2 separate regions of the Rattus norvegicus genome follow, and region 1 is linked to region 2. Evidence: chromatin contacts called from public Hi-C data. All regions are on one chromosome and are shown on one strand. The core of a region is the stretch at or near the end of the contact, and the rest is flanking DNA. Distances in the headings are between cores, read along the strand shown.

Region 1 (4,620 bases), core at 1,605-4,104, 150 kb after region 2:
CCTCTCTCTCTGTCTTTGTCTTTCTCTGTCTCCTGTTTCTGTCTCTCTTCTCCCCTCTCTCCTCTCTTCCTCCTTTACTGCCAAGGCAAGCAGACCCTAGGTTTAATCCTCAATACTGCACTCCACTATATCCCTAAAAAGGGAAACTAAAAATCAACAGTCAATAAACCATGGGAACTGAGCCACACATGATAACTCGTTCTTATGCTTATATAGTACTTGTGCTCAGGTTATTTATCTCAGTAATGAAACAGTAACACAGAGGGAGAACTTTTAGGTGTCTGCCCAGGAGCTTTTCTGTCTGAGGTAGGGGTTCTGAAAAAGGAGAAAAATTTGAGGCAAGCCTTCCTCCTTATTCAACCACAAGGTCCTGGGCCAGCCTCCATCCGACACAGCCAGGACTGGAGCCAAACAATGCCCAGACCTGTGCTGAGCTCCGATTGGCCTGCTCTGCTTGGATCAGCTGGATTGTGTGGACTGTGGTCTCCTCACCTGTGGTGGGGCCTTAAGAAACCCCAGGATTGCCTTAGGAGTTGGGGACACCTTCCGAGTCAGTGAGACAAAGCTTTGAAGCTGGCTCCACTCTCTACTGTAGCCTCCCTCGTCCAGCTGCAGCACAGTCCCTGAGCCTCATTTTATTTACTGTGAGAAAGGCATGGAGATGTCCGATCCATATCCTAGAGTCCCAGAATGATGGCAGCCCATGTGAACCAGGAAAAGCTCTCAGAGAACTGTACCTGCTGCTCTGGTGACTGCCACCATCACCCTTGTCATGACGGAATACCAAGAGCATGGTCTTGAGAACACGGTGGTTAATGAACTTGTCTCTCTGATGGATGCTTTTGGTGTCTATGGCCAGGTACTTATAATAGGGCCCTGGCTGGAGGACACCATAGAAAATAAGTGTGGCCCAAAGGAAGAAGACCTGATCTCCATCCTTGCAAAGGATTTGATCCACTCACCTCTCCAGTGGTGGGTCAGCTTGACACAGTTTAGAATCGCCTGTGAAGAGAGCTAATGAAGAATTGTCTGAATTGGGTTGGCCTGTGGGCATGTCTGTAGGAGATTGTCTTGATTACATTAATTGATGTGGGAAGACCCAGCCCACTGTGGGAGGCACCATCCCCTAGGCTTGGGTCCAGGACTGTGTAAGAGTGGAGACAGTGAGCTGACTGCAAATGTACATTCATTCTCTCTCTGCTCTTGATTGTGGATGTGGCTAGCTGCCTCAAGGTCCTGCAACCTAGACTTTCCTGTAACAAAGGGCTATGGAATTATGAGCCAAATAAACCGTTTTCTTCCTACATTAGCTTTTGGCAGGATGTTAACATTACATCAACAGAAAGTGAAACTAGGCCATCCCTAAGGCAGGTCTTTTTGTACCTGCTGTGTTGTCCTAAAAGGAACAACTGTCCTCAGGAGTTCACTGAACAGTGAGGCGAGAACAGCAGTGACCATGTTCCCTCCAACAGGCTCCCCCCATTTTCCTTTCCCACTCATTCTCCCATCCCAGTAATCACCTTAAATGCCAACGCTAGAGTGACCATCTCCAAACCCCACCCCAAGCCCCCATTTCTCCTTTGCTGAGAGCCTTGGTGCCTCCCCAGTCCTACCACAAACCCCACACTCCCCACTCCCCACAAGGAGAGGCAACTGGGGGGTTCTCAAAAACCTGGGGGAGGGGGCTATTCTAAAACTCCCCTTCTCCCATCTTGCAGAGCAGACCCGTGCCAGCCAGTTGTCTCACCCCCAAACTTCAGTTCTAGCATATATGGGAGCCAAGTGGCACCAGGGCAACCAGTACCTAAACTTAACCTTCTGGATGTTCACGCCTTAAGCGGACTCCTCATCACCAAGACTGGTGTCCACAGCACTCTGGCTTCTGCCCCTCTGGACTTTGTTCTTGTCTTGATCTACCCCTCCCCTCTGTCCGTCCTTGCAGACCAGGGACCATCGGGACCTGCCCAACAAGCCCTATAAGCCAGGGTTGTCTTTACAATCCCTCATCCCCCTAAGCCTTGCCGTCCAGACTGACTCCAGCATTGGGAAGGAGTTGATATGTCTGCGTCTGCTTGCTCTTGGGTGTGGGCAACTGGAAGGTGCAGGGGGCTGGGTGGAGGAGGACTGAGCTTACTGTGGGAGCTCTGGCCTGATCCTTAACAACCCTGGGAAACGCACAGGAAACGGACTGGACTCTAGTATGGAATCCACCACACAGTCCCTTTACTTCTGTGACCACATCTGTGCCATTGTGTTTGTGATACCAATCCAGCAGGGCTTCGGGAAGCTTAAAGGGGTAATATGTATGTTCACACAGCTTCTGCCACACAGCCAGCAACCAACTACATGTCCTCAGAGAATTTAGGAGGAGGTAAAGACTTCATCCCTGTGATCTTTACCACACACAGGACAAAAAGAAACACTGCTGCTTTGGCTCAGTAGTTTAGCATACCAGAGGCCCAGGTTTCCAACTCCAGTAAAACACACGCACATGCGCATGCATGGGTATGCACACACGCACATGCTCATTCACACACAGGCACGTGTGCCTATTTTTAAAAGTAGGTTCAGGTAAATATAGGAATCTCTGGAGGAAGAAAGTTCTTCTCAGGACAGGTATTCCTCAGCTGCCCCACCACCACCACCACCACCACGGAGAACAATTGGGGGGAATAGCCAATTGAGGGAATCACTGTTTTTCCAGGGCCCCAGACTTCTGCAAACCAAGCAGTTTGGCCACAAGGAGATACCAAGTGATAGATCGCCAAGAAAGGTAATGTGGGGCGGGACATGCTGTCGGAGCAGCACCAGGACAAGCGCAGAGCATCCCAGCCCTGGCTCCAGACTACAGCTCCCGGCATGCCCCACACCTGGTACCCGCCCGCTGCGTGCGGAGGGAAGGATGCAGACACCGCGGCCGGCGATGAGGATGGAGGCCGGGGAGGCAGCGCCACCGGTGGGGGCGGGCGGCCGCTCTGGGGGCGGCTGGGGCAAGTGGGTGCGGCTGAATGTGGGGGGCACGGTGTTCCTGACCACCCGCCAGACGCTGTGCCGGGAGCAGAAGTCCTTCCTCAGCCGCCTGTGCCAAGGCGAAGAGCTGCAATCGGACAGGGTGAGCCTTGAGCCCGCTGACGGGAGGTGACCTGGCCCCGCTCTCCCTTCTGTCCCGCTTGCGCGTCCCTCGGCCTCTGGCTTTCCTAGGATTCTGAGGCGGGGAGCCGAGGCAGGAGGAGGGGGAGGAAACGGAGCCTAGAGGAATAGCTATGCCCATTGCCGTGGCAACGGGACAGCACAGGCCGCAGCCATTTGGAGCTGTGGAGCGCTGCCCTGGATCCCGGACGCTTCCTTACTAAGGAGCGCTGGGGAGGGACCGACAAAGCGGGCCTGCCTTACTGCCCTGGCTGACTCTTAAAGAAGTTGATGCGGCTGCTTCTCCCCGCCCTTGGGGTGTGGGCAGCTGAAGAGTGCAAGGAACTGGGTGGAGAAGGCCTAGGTGTCTTGGAGCTGAGCTTAATGTGGGGAAGAGCACTGGCTTTGAGATTCCACTTGTGGGCTCACCCTGCTGGGAGGAGGAGTGACCTGGGAAGAGAAGGGAACTTCCCTGCTCTGACTTTGGCCTCCTCATGTGCAAGGCCTCTGGAGTTAGCTTGTCAAAGTTCCCTGTCCCCCATTCTGTGGCCCTCTTACACTGTGTCCTTGGGTGAGTCCCCTGCTTCTTGATGTCTCAGTCTTCTGTGCTAGGTTGTACAGATGCCAGTCCCTGCAGGCTGCAAGTGTCCAATCAGAGTGTAGCTTTTTTGGACACTTGCAAACATCTAGTGGATAGTAGGGTTGCCTGGGGGGAACAGCCTCCAAGAGGGAAACTTTCCTAAGAGGGAAATTCACTGGGTCCTGTGCTGAGTGAGGTGGGGGTCACTCAGAAATCTGGTCACCCTCTATGCTCACATCTAATCCTCTGATAACAGGGTGGGGGGGCGGGATAAGGGAGGGTAGATGCTCCAGAGACCAGATGATTGGCTCAAGGTCACACAGCCCAGAAAAGGCAGAGGTAGAGTTTGCACCCAGATCCTTACTGCTCTATCTCTCTCCGCTTCCTCTCTTCTATAGTCATTTTCCAATCTGTAGTGACTTGAGCTTATATGGGGGAGGGGGCGCTGATTTGGGGAAGCTTGCACACCTCTCAGTGCCTGTGGTCCTCTCCTCCACAGGATGAGACCGGGGCCTACCTCATTGACCGTGACCCCACCTACTTCGGGCCCATATTGAACTTCCTCAGGCATGGCAAATTGGTGCTGGACAAGGACATGGCTGAGGAGGGTGAGTTGGTCCATTGCACTGGTCTGGGTCTCTCTACAGCCTACCAGAGCCTTCAGGGGAGGCCTAAAACTCCACTTGTAGCCAGGACAGCATCTATGTTTCTCCATTATTTTCTGCCTGTCCTAGAGTGGAGTCCCATTCTCCAGGTCTCTGCCACACTGACAGATCCCAGTGGTCACTGGGAAAATGATGTGGAAACAGGAAGTGGTCAAAAGGAACCAGCAAGGTCCCAAAACATCTGATGCCTTTGGGAATGAATGACCCCTCTCCTTGGCCTTCTGGCAAGCCAGGTGTGGCCTGTGA
Region 2 (4,952 bases), core at 1,233-3,732:
GCCACCACAAGACTCCGTCAGAGCAAAGCATTCCCTCTGCTTGTGATGTCACCAGTCAGAGGCTCTTTAGAGACCCTGCAGAAATGGGCATATCTCCCTACACACAGTTGTCGTCTCTCTACAAACTGGCCTTGAACTTGATATGTAGCTAAGGAGGCCATGAACTTCTGGCCCTCCTGCTTCCACCTCCTGAGTGCTGGGGTTACAGGTGTATTCATGCTTGTTTTATTTGGTGCTGGAACTGAGCCCAGGGCTTCACTCACACTGCACACGTGCTCTGCACCGCAGCCCCAAACAAGCACACTTTAAAGCCAGGACAGGGCATGCTGTGACACAGTCTTTCACTAGAGCTATGTAACATTCTCTTGTGGAAGCGATGTCATCATTTCCTGTTTCCTGACCGACTGTTGGCCAACATTCTCCTCTCTGGGCTAAGCTTGTACCTCTGCGTTCACAGACACCCTCTTTCACCGCACCTCTCCCTGCTCCCTGATTGTTTCCTCCAAGAGCTGGGACGCCTTAGCCCCGAGGCCCAGCCAGAGCCTCTGCATCATGTCTAGCTCCTCAGGTGTGAATTCTTCTGAAGCCCAAGGCGCCTGGCTTGCAGTTTTTCGTAGTGCTGACTCCAAACTGCTTCCGCAGCACAATTCAGAGCCAGCTTTTCTCTGGGTTTCACAGTAGTGGGGGCTTTGGGCTTGAGGCTCTGACCCTGGTGTTAACTTGCTCTGTCTACCCGTGGCTGGAAGGCTTCCTCCACTCCTCAGGCACCCAGGTCGATGGCTGAGAAACCCGGTCGACGATTGCTATGATGTCCAGCTTCGCATGAGAACTCAGGGCGGACTTCCTGCCAGCAGTGGTCCATGTGACCTGCACCGGGTCTCTAGCCAGTCACTGGAACCTCATCTTTAATAACACATGTGTTTGCTGTTCCCTAGGCCTGGTTACCAGTCTCCAGCCTCCGTCATGGGTACAATTCTTGCCCATCTCAGGCCCTGCAGATCACCTTTCCCTGTCTTGAACAGGGATCTGTGTGCTCAAAAGACCTAACTCCATGAGCTGTGGCAATTTTACCCTCTGGGAGTAGGACTGACCTTCTATCTTACCTTCCTCTGCCACCCTGATCTGTCTGTGGGGCGCAAATACCTTGATGAACGTACAGTCACTGGTGGAGTGTCCCTCTCCCACTTTCCTGTCCCCTCCTGTGACTTTCTTCAACCTCGTTTCTGTCTCCTCAGGAGCCCATGCCCTGTCTGGTCATAGGGAGGGCAATTCTCACTGGGTCTCTGGATCCAGTTCTATCCTGGGACTCTGGATCCAGTTCTATCCTGGGACTCTGGATCTGTCCACTCTGGCTTGAGTCAGGGCCAGAAGATCCCTTGGGGTGGCAGGATGGAGGTAGGGTATTTTAAAGTAAGGGTCTTGAGGTAAAATTCTATATTCTTGAAGCCAGATCCTGGGGACAATGAGACTGGTTCCAACCCAGTCCTATTTAAGGTGAGAAACGTTGGTGGCTCTGGTTCCTCAGGGAAGGTCCTGTCCTCACAGTCACATTCCCAAGTTGGGGAGATAGGACCCTGATTCGGGCAGGATGGGCAGGCTGCCATCTCTCCTTCTACCTCAGCACACCATCCAGTGAGGCCGGAGGTGGGGGCAGCAAGTAAGGAGGCATGGGGACATCCTGTGGGCTGCTGGGTCCATTCTCCTGGTAGGCTTTGGAGAGCTCCCTGCAAAATCAAGCATTAGAAGGAACTGACAAAGAACTTCCTTTTTCTGCTCACATACTCTGGGTGTCTGCAGGGTGGTGCTGGTCTGGAAGAAGCCTAACACGAAAGCACACAGAACACACAGAGATAGGGAACCCCGACTGGTGGGAGCTTGCTGCAGGAAAAACCCAGAGAGTGGCAGGGAGGTCTGGTTAGAACAGGTCTCTTTCTCAAAGGGCAGCTTCCCAGCTGAGGCCTACAGGAGATAGGAAAGCAGTGTTGGAAGTGAGGAGGCAGTGAGGGAAGACAGAGCTAGGAGAGCAGGCAGCCTACAGGACCTTGAGGATTAGAATAAGGCCAGCCGCAGGTGCATGGAGCTCTTCTGAGAGCCGAGTAGGGAGGAGGAGGAGGCAGATTTTAAGGAGAGCCCCTGTGTGGCTGGAAGCTCTGGGGGGGCTGAACATGGAATCTCAGAGCCCAGAGCACCAGGGTGAGGACAAGATAGGGCACAAGCCAATGACATCCTAGCATAATAGAGGGAGGGAAACCAGGACAGTTTCCTGCAAGAAACAATATCCCCACCAGTCCTTAAGGATGCAGGTTTTGGAAGCATGGGGAAGGGGTTCAGGAAGAAGCATGGATGGACTATCCAGGGCTACAACTGCTCAGTGATGGGTGGAGCTTAGCACTAGAGACAGGCACTGAGGAAGTCCCCAAAGCCAGTGGCCTCACGTAAGCCCAGCACCCAAGCGTGACACTTCCTCAACTGCTGTGCAGCTGGGAAGTGGGTGAGAAGAAGTGTGGAGCCAGGCAGCTCAGAGTCTCAAGGAGGTACTTCAAGGAGGGTCCAGAGAAGCTGGGGAGGGAGGGACCTCCTCAAAGGGTGCTCCCGAGGACACCCCGAGCTTTCAGGAAGCTCCCAGATGCACATAGGAGGAAGTGAGAGGTGAACTCAGCCTCAGCCTGGCTGGGCAAGGCCTTCATCTATCTGCTTTCCTGACTACTGACAGCCATGGCCCTGGCCCAGCAGCTGCGATCAGAGAGGTGAGAGTGCCAGGCTTTTATTCCTATCCCAATAGGTCTGTGGGGGGTGGGGATGAAGGGGGTGGGCATGGGGTTCAGTAAGAGGCTGTCCCTCCTATCACCTGGTATCAGTGGACCAACACAGAGTAGTTGAATTTGGAGGTCTTGCTGAATGATACTGCAGGACCTGCAGGCTCCTGAAGCTGTTTCCAGAGCCTGAACTTTAAAGGTCAGCGCCAGAGAGAAGAATCCTAAGACTCAGAATGGGGATGGCGTGGACGTGGCCAAGGGCCACAGGATGAGTGGGTGGTAGAGCCAGGGAGCAGAGGTGTCCTGGGTGCTATGCTTGGGTTTCAGGTTCCTAGTTCCACACCGTGATCAGGAGAGGCTTTTCCAACTGCTGTTCGACTGAACCAGGCCTCTGCGTGTCCCGACTTTAGGTTCAGATAGCCCAGGCTCTGCTGTCTGACCACTCAACTCCACTTCCTTATCCTACACAGGGCTTAGATGCTTGGCGCGATGTTGGGGGCGGAGTCTCTGTTCTGTCTGCTCTGAGGGTGTTTTAGACTTTTGGATCACGGTTGTGTCTCCGGAAGGCAGAACAGCGCTGGTACACACTAAGTGCTCAATAAATCCAACAGAGATGAAGAATGACCCAGATCTGCCTTGGACAAAGCTGACATTGTACAGAGAGGGACAATGGGACCTGATGGCCCCGAGCCTAGCCACCTCATTCAGTCAGACCTCGCTCAGTGTCTCTATGGATCAAGCAGAAAGCAATGTTAGGAAGCAAGGGGCATGGAGAGTCATCCAGAGGTCTGGATGATGAGGCCCAGGTGGGAGCAAAGGACACATGGGATCTGGATAAAGGGATGGGGTCCCTGTAGGTCAAAGATCAGAGGAAGTTTGCCTGTGTAGTAACAAGAGTTAGTGTTGGGGTGGGGGTCAGAACAGCCTTCTTTCCATAGCTACAGAGAGTGACACTGGGGTGTTGAATAAGGTTGCATGACATGACTCCAGCCATTCTGACCTTCAAGTTCTCCTAGGAGACTGGCAGACATGAATCCTCCAGAAACTGTAGCCACTTGAGGCGTGGGTCCCTTCTTGTTTCTTGGGGCACAAGGTTTCAGACGATGCCTGTGGTAACCATCAGGGATGAGTGTTTCCTCCACCCACTCTGACCTTTCCACAGTTGTCTGCCGCCCTCTGAGGGGCAGCTCCCCTCCTCTGCCCTAGATGGGACTGTAGGCCCAGGTCCTAGAGCCATCAGATCCAGCATCTCGAGTGTCCTCTGTGAGAACCAGCCCGGGGAGATACAGACAAGGAGATAGAGTATGCAGCAACAGCACTTTCTAGAACCTTGAGAACAAATGCCCAATGCTACACTGAGCCCCTGTCCAGCTCCCACTGGACTAGAAGTACCCCTGGCCTGCAGTTTTCAGGACTCTTCCAGATTAGGTCCCCAAGCGCACCCCCACGAGTAGCTCCCGTGAGCACGGAGCCTGGTATGAACCCAGCAAAGTCTGAGTGGGGTCTGAAGGGCATAGCTATCTTCCCAGCCCCTCCCCTTGACCTACACCACAGCCTCCGTCTTCGCACGCTGCCAGGTGACTCACACTGCACCTGCCAGCTTGCCCGCTAGTCACAAGGGGAAGTGGCTGCTGAGAACCTACTAAGCGCCTGGCACCACTCTGGGTGCCTAGGGATGCAGTGTGAGAACAGCCCTGCCCTTACAGGGTTGCGGGGATCCCTGTCACAGAGGGGATCTCCTGACCATATGACATAAGGACTTGACGATGGTCTGTGTTTTCAGAGAGGGTTGGGAGGAACCCGAGGGTGGGGAGAGGCCCCACAAGGTCTCTTCTGACAGGGGCTGAGTAGAATTCTGGCCCTAAGCCAGGCTAGTCTCTGGCCCTGTCTGGCCTGTCATGTCCTCTGACACCAGTGCTACCTAGAACACTTGTATGAGGTTTTTCCACGAGGCAGGAAGATGCCTTGTGTGGGACCTGCCTGCTTTTGGCCTGTTTTTCCTTGTTCTGTCTCCAGTCCTGTGCTCTGGCCATGCCTGCCTCCCTGGGGTTCCTTGAAATTGTCCTACTTACATGCCCCTCAGGAGGCCTTTGTGCTTTCTACTCCCTCTCCTGCCTGAAAGGTTCTCCCTGCTGCCATACACAGCTCTGAGCTCTCCTTACCCTTGTCTGTAGGGAATCCCACTTCCCTCTCGCA

Evidence for each region. Hi-C and Micro-C count contacts between places; a contact is called where the count stands out from the background.
Region 1: a contact with region 2 is called in a Hi-C map of kidney, with 2.6 times the contacts expected there. The contact joins the promoter of Kctd17 here to the promoter of Ncf4 in region 2. A contact is called at or near these places in 9 of 12 Hi-C or Micro-C datasets (the A7r5 cell line, the Rat2 cell line, frontal cortex and 4 more).

Annotation. Positions count from the first base shown.
Region 1 is chr7:111,856,702-111,861,321 of GRCr8, forward strand. Kctd17 (potassium channel tetramerization domain containing 17) reads left to right here and starts at 2,855. Exons shown (of 9, transcript NM_001395732.1): 1 at 2,855-3,112; 2 at 4,209-4,317. The coding sequence starts at 2,903. LOC120093822 (a long non-coding RNA gene) reads left to right here. Exons shown (of 3, transcript XR_005487552.2): 3 at 1-1,304.
Region 2 is chr7:111,704,044-111,708,995 of GRCr8, forward strand. It overlaps Ncf4 (neutrophil cytosolic factor 4), which reads left to right and starts at 2,483. Exons shown (of 10, transcript NM_001127304.1): 1 at 2,483-2,747. The coding sequence starts at 2,716.